2 separate regions of the Anser cygnoides genome follow, and region 2 is linked to region 1. Evidence: chromatin contacts called from public Hi-C data. All regions are on one chromosome and are shown on one strand. The core of a region is the stretch at or near the end of the contact, and the rest is flanking DNA. Distances in the headings are between cores, read along the strand shown. Region 1 overlaps SH3D19 (SH3 domain containing 19). Region 2 overlaps FHIP1A (FHF complex subunit HOOK interacting protein 1A).

Region 1 (3,310 bases), core at 713-3,212:
CTTTGTTCCATTTCCAACTGAAGCAGCAGCTCTGCTGTGCTTCCCAAGCCAGCCCTTCAGAAGGGGGAACTAGCCCAACTCTGGGCATCCAAACAAACTGGCTTGATAGGTTCAGAGGGGACCTTTAAAGCTGCTGAACTTGCTAGCTGAAAGCAGTCAGGTACTTCAAGTCAGCAGTGATACGCAAAGTGTCCCACGGGTCACCCTTTCTGAAAGATAAAGAACCTGGAATGGTTCGTTTGAAGATGTTAAGCACCTACTCACTCCTCCTGCGGGCTTTATTCTAGGTTTCAAGGACAGATTTCCCAAATATAAACACTTAAGGAAAGTGCTTCTAAAGCATATTTTAAGCCCGCGCATTGGTGAAATAAAATTGTCACCAGCTGCAGCTCTACCTGAAGGCCCGCTCCTGCGAGGTGACTCCTGAACCAAGGCAGCAGCCCCCGGGAAGCAGATGGGAGCAGCACGGGGTTCAAACCACTGAGGTGTCTCTGAACCAGCAGAAGGAATTGTGCCTGTTGGGAGGGTCTGCATTTCACCCAGGGATCCTCCAGCTGTTTTGGGAGCAGCAGTGGCTCCAGCCCAGCTGAGGCCACCTCAGGGACTCGTCTGCCGGCTCTGCTCCTGAGCACTGACAGACTCATGCTGCGCTTTGCCTGCTGCTGGAGGCCACAGGCAGTGCTGGCTTGTGATTCCTCCCTCCTGCTTGTAAGCACACCCTCACCGATGTAGGGGGGGTTCCCCAGGCTACCTACAGACTTCTGCCCTATGGGCTGCAGTACTGCTTGGGATAAAAAAGACATCCCAAGCTATGGTCCTGTCTCAGCATCCTTCCTTCATCCACCTCCGACCACTCACCCTCCTATTCTGTGGCACGCATGGGGTGCTCTGCAGGAATCGTGCAACCCTCTACAGCGCCTGCTCCCACAGGAACCTCCCTCTAGCAGGAGGGACACCTTTGGTTTCTTTATCAGAGCTGACGTAACGATGAGTATTCTACAGGAAAACCGATCACACCTATTTCATACATTGTTCTAGAGATTTTTCTGGTGAGAAAAAAATGAAAAAGGACAATCACTTGTTCTAGAAAACAAATATAGTGAAGCATCTGCTCCAAAGATTTATCCTTCACATCACATTATATGGGATTTTTCTCCGGACATCTGTCCTTTGGTTCACACACCTGCGTAAAAGGCATTTAACACATTTTCAGTTGTGATAATTATTGACTCTTTACACCGGCACTTTAAAAAGTTAAAACATTGCTATTTTTAATATCTTGTGACTTCTTGGAATGCCAGCCAAGAATTTTTCAATAGCTGATGTTGAAATCACTGCGAGGTAAAACACTAGAATAATGAAAGGCACGATCTATTCCTCTCAGTTCCTCTAGAAATCATGCTAGCTTCCTAATAGCCAACGTACCACAATGTAATCTTTTTAAAGCTTATTAGGAAACTGTTAATATTATTTAGAAAACATTATTCCAAACAAAATATTCAAAATATAATGATTTCACCGCAGACTGAGTTCCAGAAAGACGTTAGTATTTCTATAGTAAAATTAAGGCTGGTGCAAAAGACTGAGTTTACCACCATGCAGATGGCAGGCCAAGGACAGAGCTGTTAGTTTACGTGACACATGGACCCGAGATGCAGTTTCTCCCTTGGTATAAGACAAACAGAGAGTGCACAGCCAGTACAGGCTCTCCATTTCCACCAGCCATCCTGTGCCGGTGCTGACATGGCCACGTCTGCTGGATCAGCCATGTGATTTTGCTAATAACAAACACCCCAATTAGTTTTCAGGCAGACAGGCTGACTGCTCCAGCTGGCTGTAGCTCCCCATGAGCACCAGGGTGATGCAAGAGGTGGTGAGAAGGGGCAGCCAGTGAGGCCAGCGGCTGTCCTTGTGGGAAGCAGCTCAGCCTCCACACACAAAACACGACCTTTAGCCTGTGACTCACTTCCAACGTGCGGCTGATCAGACAGCAAATCACCAAACGCTGGCTCTGCCTTGGGTCAGCTGTTCTTCTCGCCCTTCGGCATCAGCTGATTCACTGTTGTGGTTTGGTTTTCTGCTCGTGCTGGTTGCCCAGACTGGCTCGCTGGGAGATCAGACGATCACCAGCAGAAAGCAGCTGGCAGTGGCCTGGCACCATCGTGGCCGCTCTGGAACATGAAGACAGCACCCTCACCTTCCCTGCTAAGTAATGGGGTATTGCACCCCATGGCCCTGCGGGAACTAATAAAGATCCGGTCACCTAAGAAATCAAGTGCTCAATACTACAGATCTAGGAAATCAGACTCACCCTGGTACCACTTTACCTCTCTTGGGCCTGGCCCCAAAAGCAAGCAATCCCGAAGCAGTAATTAAGCCCAGTTACAATTCAATCCTCATCACTATGCTGAAGATGTCTGCTTCTGCATCACTAAATGAACAGAGCAACTGTGACTTCCCACTGCTTGGATAAGCAAGGACGTAGTTAAGAAGCAGCTAAAACCCAGCTGCTCAGCTAATTAGAACAGCTCGCATTGATCAGTGTAGGGAGATGGTTTCAGAAATGGCTTTCTAGCTATTGCTTCAGCCACTTATTCCATATTCATGTGCTTGTCACTGTCGTACTTGGAGACGGTATTTCAGCCACCGAACCTTCAATTTTATGGCAGGACACTGGAAGGAAGTAAAAGCAGATCAAAGCAGCAAATGATAACATTTCACCCACTGATCCTTGCAGCAAACTGCAGTCATCAACATGCAACAGCTTCCACACTTAACAATGTCCAGCTTAGATCTTGAAGCTAAAACACCCCAAATTTTAGTGTGAATCTGAATCACTCAGTTCATGTGTATCCCAAATTAACACTTTCCTGATCCAGAGCTACAGACACGCTAGACAGAATTCCCCTTTTCACTTTGCATTTTCTTTCAGACAACCTGAGCTGCACTGCACCTTGCCCCAAAGAGGACTGCATGCACTTGCCCATTCCAGAAAGACAAATTGTCAGAGCATTATTCAAGTTATTCTCAGTCTTCGTTGTCTATTTACGGATTTTGTCTCCCATCAAAATGTGTATGACAAGAACGGAGGGCCCTGCTTATTGAAGAGTTTGGCCCTTCTGTAACAGTCAAGAATCTACGATCTAACCTATTTATCAACAATTCGTACTCACTTCTGTGATACCTCTGCAAATATGTCTCGATGGAAATTGAGAAATAATATTGCAAATACTTTAATGACAATTTAATCTTGGTAGTAAATATTTCTAGCAGTTGAAAGCACGTGTAATTTTAAGTGTAAAATGTTATC
Region 2 (3,453 bases), core at 193-2,692, 130 kb after region 1:
AACATTTCTTTCCTAAAGTAGTCTCTTGCTGGCTTTCTTCTGCCCTTTGTTTCATTCATGATGCGCACTCTGAAAAGCGTATGGCTTTCTCTTGCTGATACAAATGTAGCACGAGCTGCCCAAAGAGCATTGATTTCAGAAAAAGGTCACTGCCCTTGTGAATCTGCAGCCTTTGCTTGCTTTCATTTACCGTTTCAGTATTTTATATATCTACATAGGCCCATTCCTCTGCTGTCAGCGAACATCTGTGAAACCCACAGGCCAAGTGCGTGCTTCATTTTCCTCATAAAGGATGAAGGAGGAGTGACAGAGACATAACAATATATTACTTCTGTCTGGCCTTTTCTTGGCAGAGGTTTTAAACTCTTTGATGAACTGTATGCTATCATTATGATGTCACATGATGGATTTCTTGGGGTTTGCTTTTTACTGTTTGCTGCTGTAAAACACAAAACAGAAAATGCCAGTTCTCAGGGCAACAGTCAATGGCTGTAATCAGAAAGCCTTTATTTAGTTAGTTATTTATTTTACCCCATGAGTTCCCACACCTTTTGGCTATTGCAAAAAAATGAATCTCAGCTCCAACCAGAAACAATTTCCTTTGTTGCACAGCCCCTCGCTCATTTCCCGAGCAAGTTTTGTGGTGGTTGGGATGTGGCGGTATTGCTGTGGAAATGTGTGCCTACGTGCATATGCACATAAAAAGGCATTTTATCATAATATTTACAGTAATGCAGAATTTGAACCAGAGCTGTAGCCACGGTGTTAATCCTGGTGATTTGTAACTTTGGGGTGCTTGATCTCACAACTTTTTTTTTTTTCACTTGAAATTTGTAGGAGAAGGAGGAGGAATGAATTCATAAACTGGATTCTGAGTTGGAGGATTATATGTTAATAGATGTTCTTTCAGGGAAGATCTGTTTTCACATTTCTGTATTGGGCAGCACTGAACATACAACTACAGATCTAGCAAACATGTCTGGCTGTTGTTTACTTAGCTTTACAAAGTCCACAGAGCCAGTGAAAATGTGCCGTATTCCTTTCCTTTCACTATTATGTTTTAGTGCTTGATTTTGACCAAAATAAACTGAGAAATGAACTCGCTTATTTCTGGTGAAAAATGTGCCTGTTGCAGCTTCCCTGGTGTTTTGTTTCTAATACCAAAATGAGCTAGTAGTCTGCTCCTTGATGTTAAGGATGTTGGAGCAGAGTATCAGAATAAAGCCTGAGAAAGAGAGGCAATCAATGACCTCAACTTCAGAGCTACTCTGCATTCTCCTCGTCAGTGCCCCCTCTCCATAAGGTCTGCAGGCTGTATACAGCATTCCTATGTTCTGTGTAACTGGCCAGAAGCAGCTTGTGATCTTAAATGCTTTAAAGGGAGCGTTTGCTGGATGACATTACTGTGCATGTAGCTAACGCGCGGCATAATGGAACAGGGATTTTAATATTTAAGGCATGTTACGTAAGTGCTGCCCTTCTGAGTCGCTTCTAAATCCTCTTAGTTCTTAAGTGACAGCTTTGATTCTTTTTTTAATAAAATCAGTCTTTTCATTTATTCAGCTAAGTTTGGTAAACAAAAGATGTTTAATACTTCCTTTCATACAGAAAGATTTTTGTGTATGAGGGCTTATCTTTGTACACTTAAGCTTATTAGGTTCCTGGGTAACTATTTTTAAAAAGCTGACTTTGCAACAGCAGTGTGTGGTGCAGAGGTGGCCTTTGGAATTTGCTGTGCCTTGCCAGTGCATACTGTCAATAGATAAGCTCCAAAAGGCTTGCATTAAGCAGAGTAGTATGGGCTATCCAAATGGTATGCAAGCGTCGCGTGGATATGGGACAATTGTGTTTTGACATACAAATAGGCAGTAGCAAACACTTTGGTCTTTGGTTTGCGTGTGTGTGGGTGTATACACACACCTTTTAAAAATTGAGTGAGATGGAAAATAGTGGCAAAATTGTGGATAGACATGTTTTGGTTCTTTATTTTTTAAAGCTCTGGACTTACGAGTTTGTACTGTGCTTTGATTCTGCTCTGTTGTCATTTATTTTTAATAACACGGTAGATCCAGGTATTCACTACATCTGAGAATGCTTCTGAGGAATGGCAGAAGTGTGATTCAAAACCCCTGACACAGCAGAAATGTGGTGGGGAACTTCTAGCAGGATTTGGCTCGTAGTATTTCAGTATGTATGAGATCTGGGGTGTTGGCAGTTTTGGGGAGTTTTTATTTCTGGGGAAGCAAAACATAAGAAATGGGTTCAGAATGCTTACGAGTAAGTCAGAAGCACATTACTTCGCAGGTTTAAAAGCAAGGGTCTCAGTATTTTGTTGGCAGCGTATGGAGAGCTTAGGGTGGGTGCTGAGTATCGTATACTTGCAGGGTAAGGATGGATGTTTTGCGTGCACAGTATGTTTGCATTTGCCTTTTATTTCCCTGTAGGTGACTGTGGAAGAAGTGATGGCTACTACTGCATACCTGGATCTCTTCTTGCGTAGTGTTTCAGAGCCAGCCCTCCTCAAGATTTTCCTCCGTTTTATTTTGCTGCATCGACATGAGAATGTGCACATCCTAGATACACTTACTAGCCGAATCAACACGCCGTTCCGGGTAAGACAAGCAGGAGGCAAGGTCAGGTGCTCAGTGTGGATGCAGGTTAACTAATTAAATGGGAGAGCCTGTGTTTGCAGTGAGCATTTGTCTAACTTGGAATTTTCTCCCCCACCCAAATGTGTGTTTTTAATGTTTTGTTGTTGTTGGTTGGTTGGTTGTGTTTTTTTTTTTTTTATGCTGGCAGCTAGCTATGGCTGCACTGCTGCACTGAGAAGTTGATAAATGTGCGAGGTGGTCTGACCCATACACAAAATGGGATAGAGGGAGATGAGGGCTTTTGGAAGTTTGAATTGTGTTAGAACTCTAAAGGGAAATTTGGAAGTATTTTCATTCTGGATATGGCTGAATTAGTGCTGCCATACATAACTCATCCCTAGGACTTATAAACATAATCAAGGTGAGGTGCATTTTTGATGTTTGGAGTTCTGCCTAGCAGCAACTATTTGCAAATGATCTTTGTAGGAGACAGTGGGAGCCCTGTAAGGATGTCTCCAAATTGCTCAAGTTGTGATTGCAGTATTGCCAATATATTTCTCAGGACACAAGTGTGTATTGTTGTAGCGTGTTTGCTTAACAGAGATATTGCCAGCTTTCTTGTTTGATTAAAAAAAGGCACTTTCTTGCTCAAGTGATCAGATTGCCACTTCCTTTTCTTTCTTCACTCCTCCGTGTAGTAAGGTTTATCTCAAATTTGCAGTGAGCCCCTTCCCAGTATAGGCACAATGCGCCACAGTGACTGGAGAGCTAGCTTACAGAGATAGTCAAGTTACCTTTGCTAACAGTTTCATCTTCTGGCAGAAAATGAATACTTGTTGCACTGGACTACCCTTCTGAGCCT

Evidence for each region. Hi-C and Micro-C count contacts between places; a contact is called where the count stands out from the background.
Region 2: a Hi-C map of liver shows a contact between it and region 1, with 18 times the contacts expected there. The contact joins two enhancer-like sites. A contact is called at or near these places in 2 of 7 Hi-C or Micro-C datasets (both in liver).

Annotation. Positions count from the first base shown.
Region 1 is chr4:46,795,574-46,798,883 of Taihu_goose_T2T_genome, forward strand. The region is part of intron 2 of SH3D19 (SH3 domain containing 19); the gene reads right to left. Among named protein-coding and RNA genes, the nearest start is that of SH3D19, 34 kb to the right of the region's middle. Within about 2 kb of position 1,963, at least 3 of the 3 cell types and tissues checked have open chromatin away from gene starts, as enhancers often do. A contact at or near this core is called in liver, where this site is marked.
Region 2 is chr4:46,927,424-46,930,876 of Taihu_goose_T2T_genome, forward strand. FHIP1A (FHF complex subunit HOOK interacting protein 1A) reads left to right here. Exons shown (of 14, transcript XM_066996734.1): 8 at 2,445-2,612. Among named protein-coding and RNA genes, the nearest start is that of FHIP1A, 70 kb to the left of the region's middle. Within about 2 kb of position 1,443, at least 2 of the 3 cell types and tissues checked have open chromatin away from gene starts, as enhancers often do. A contact at or near this core is called in liver, where this site is marked.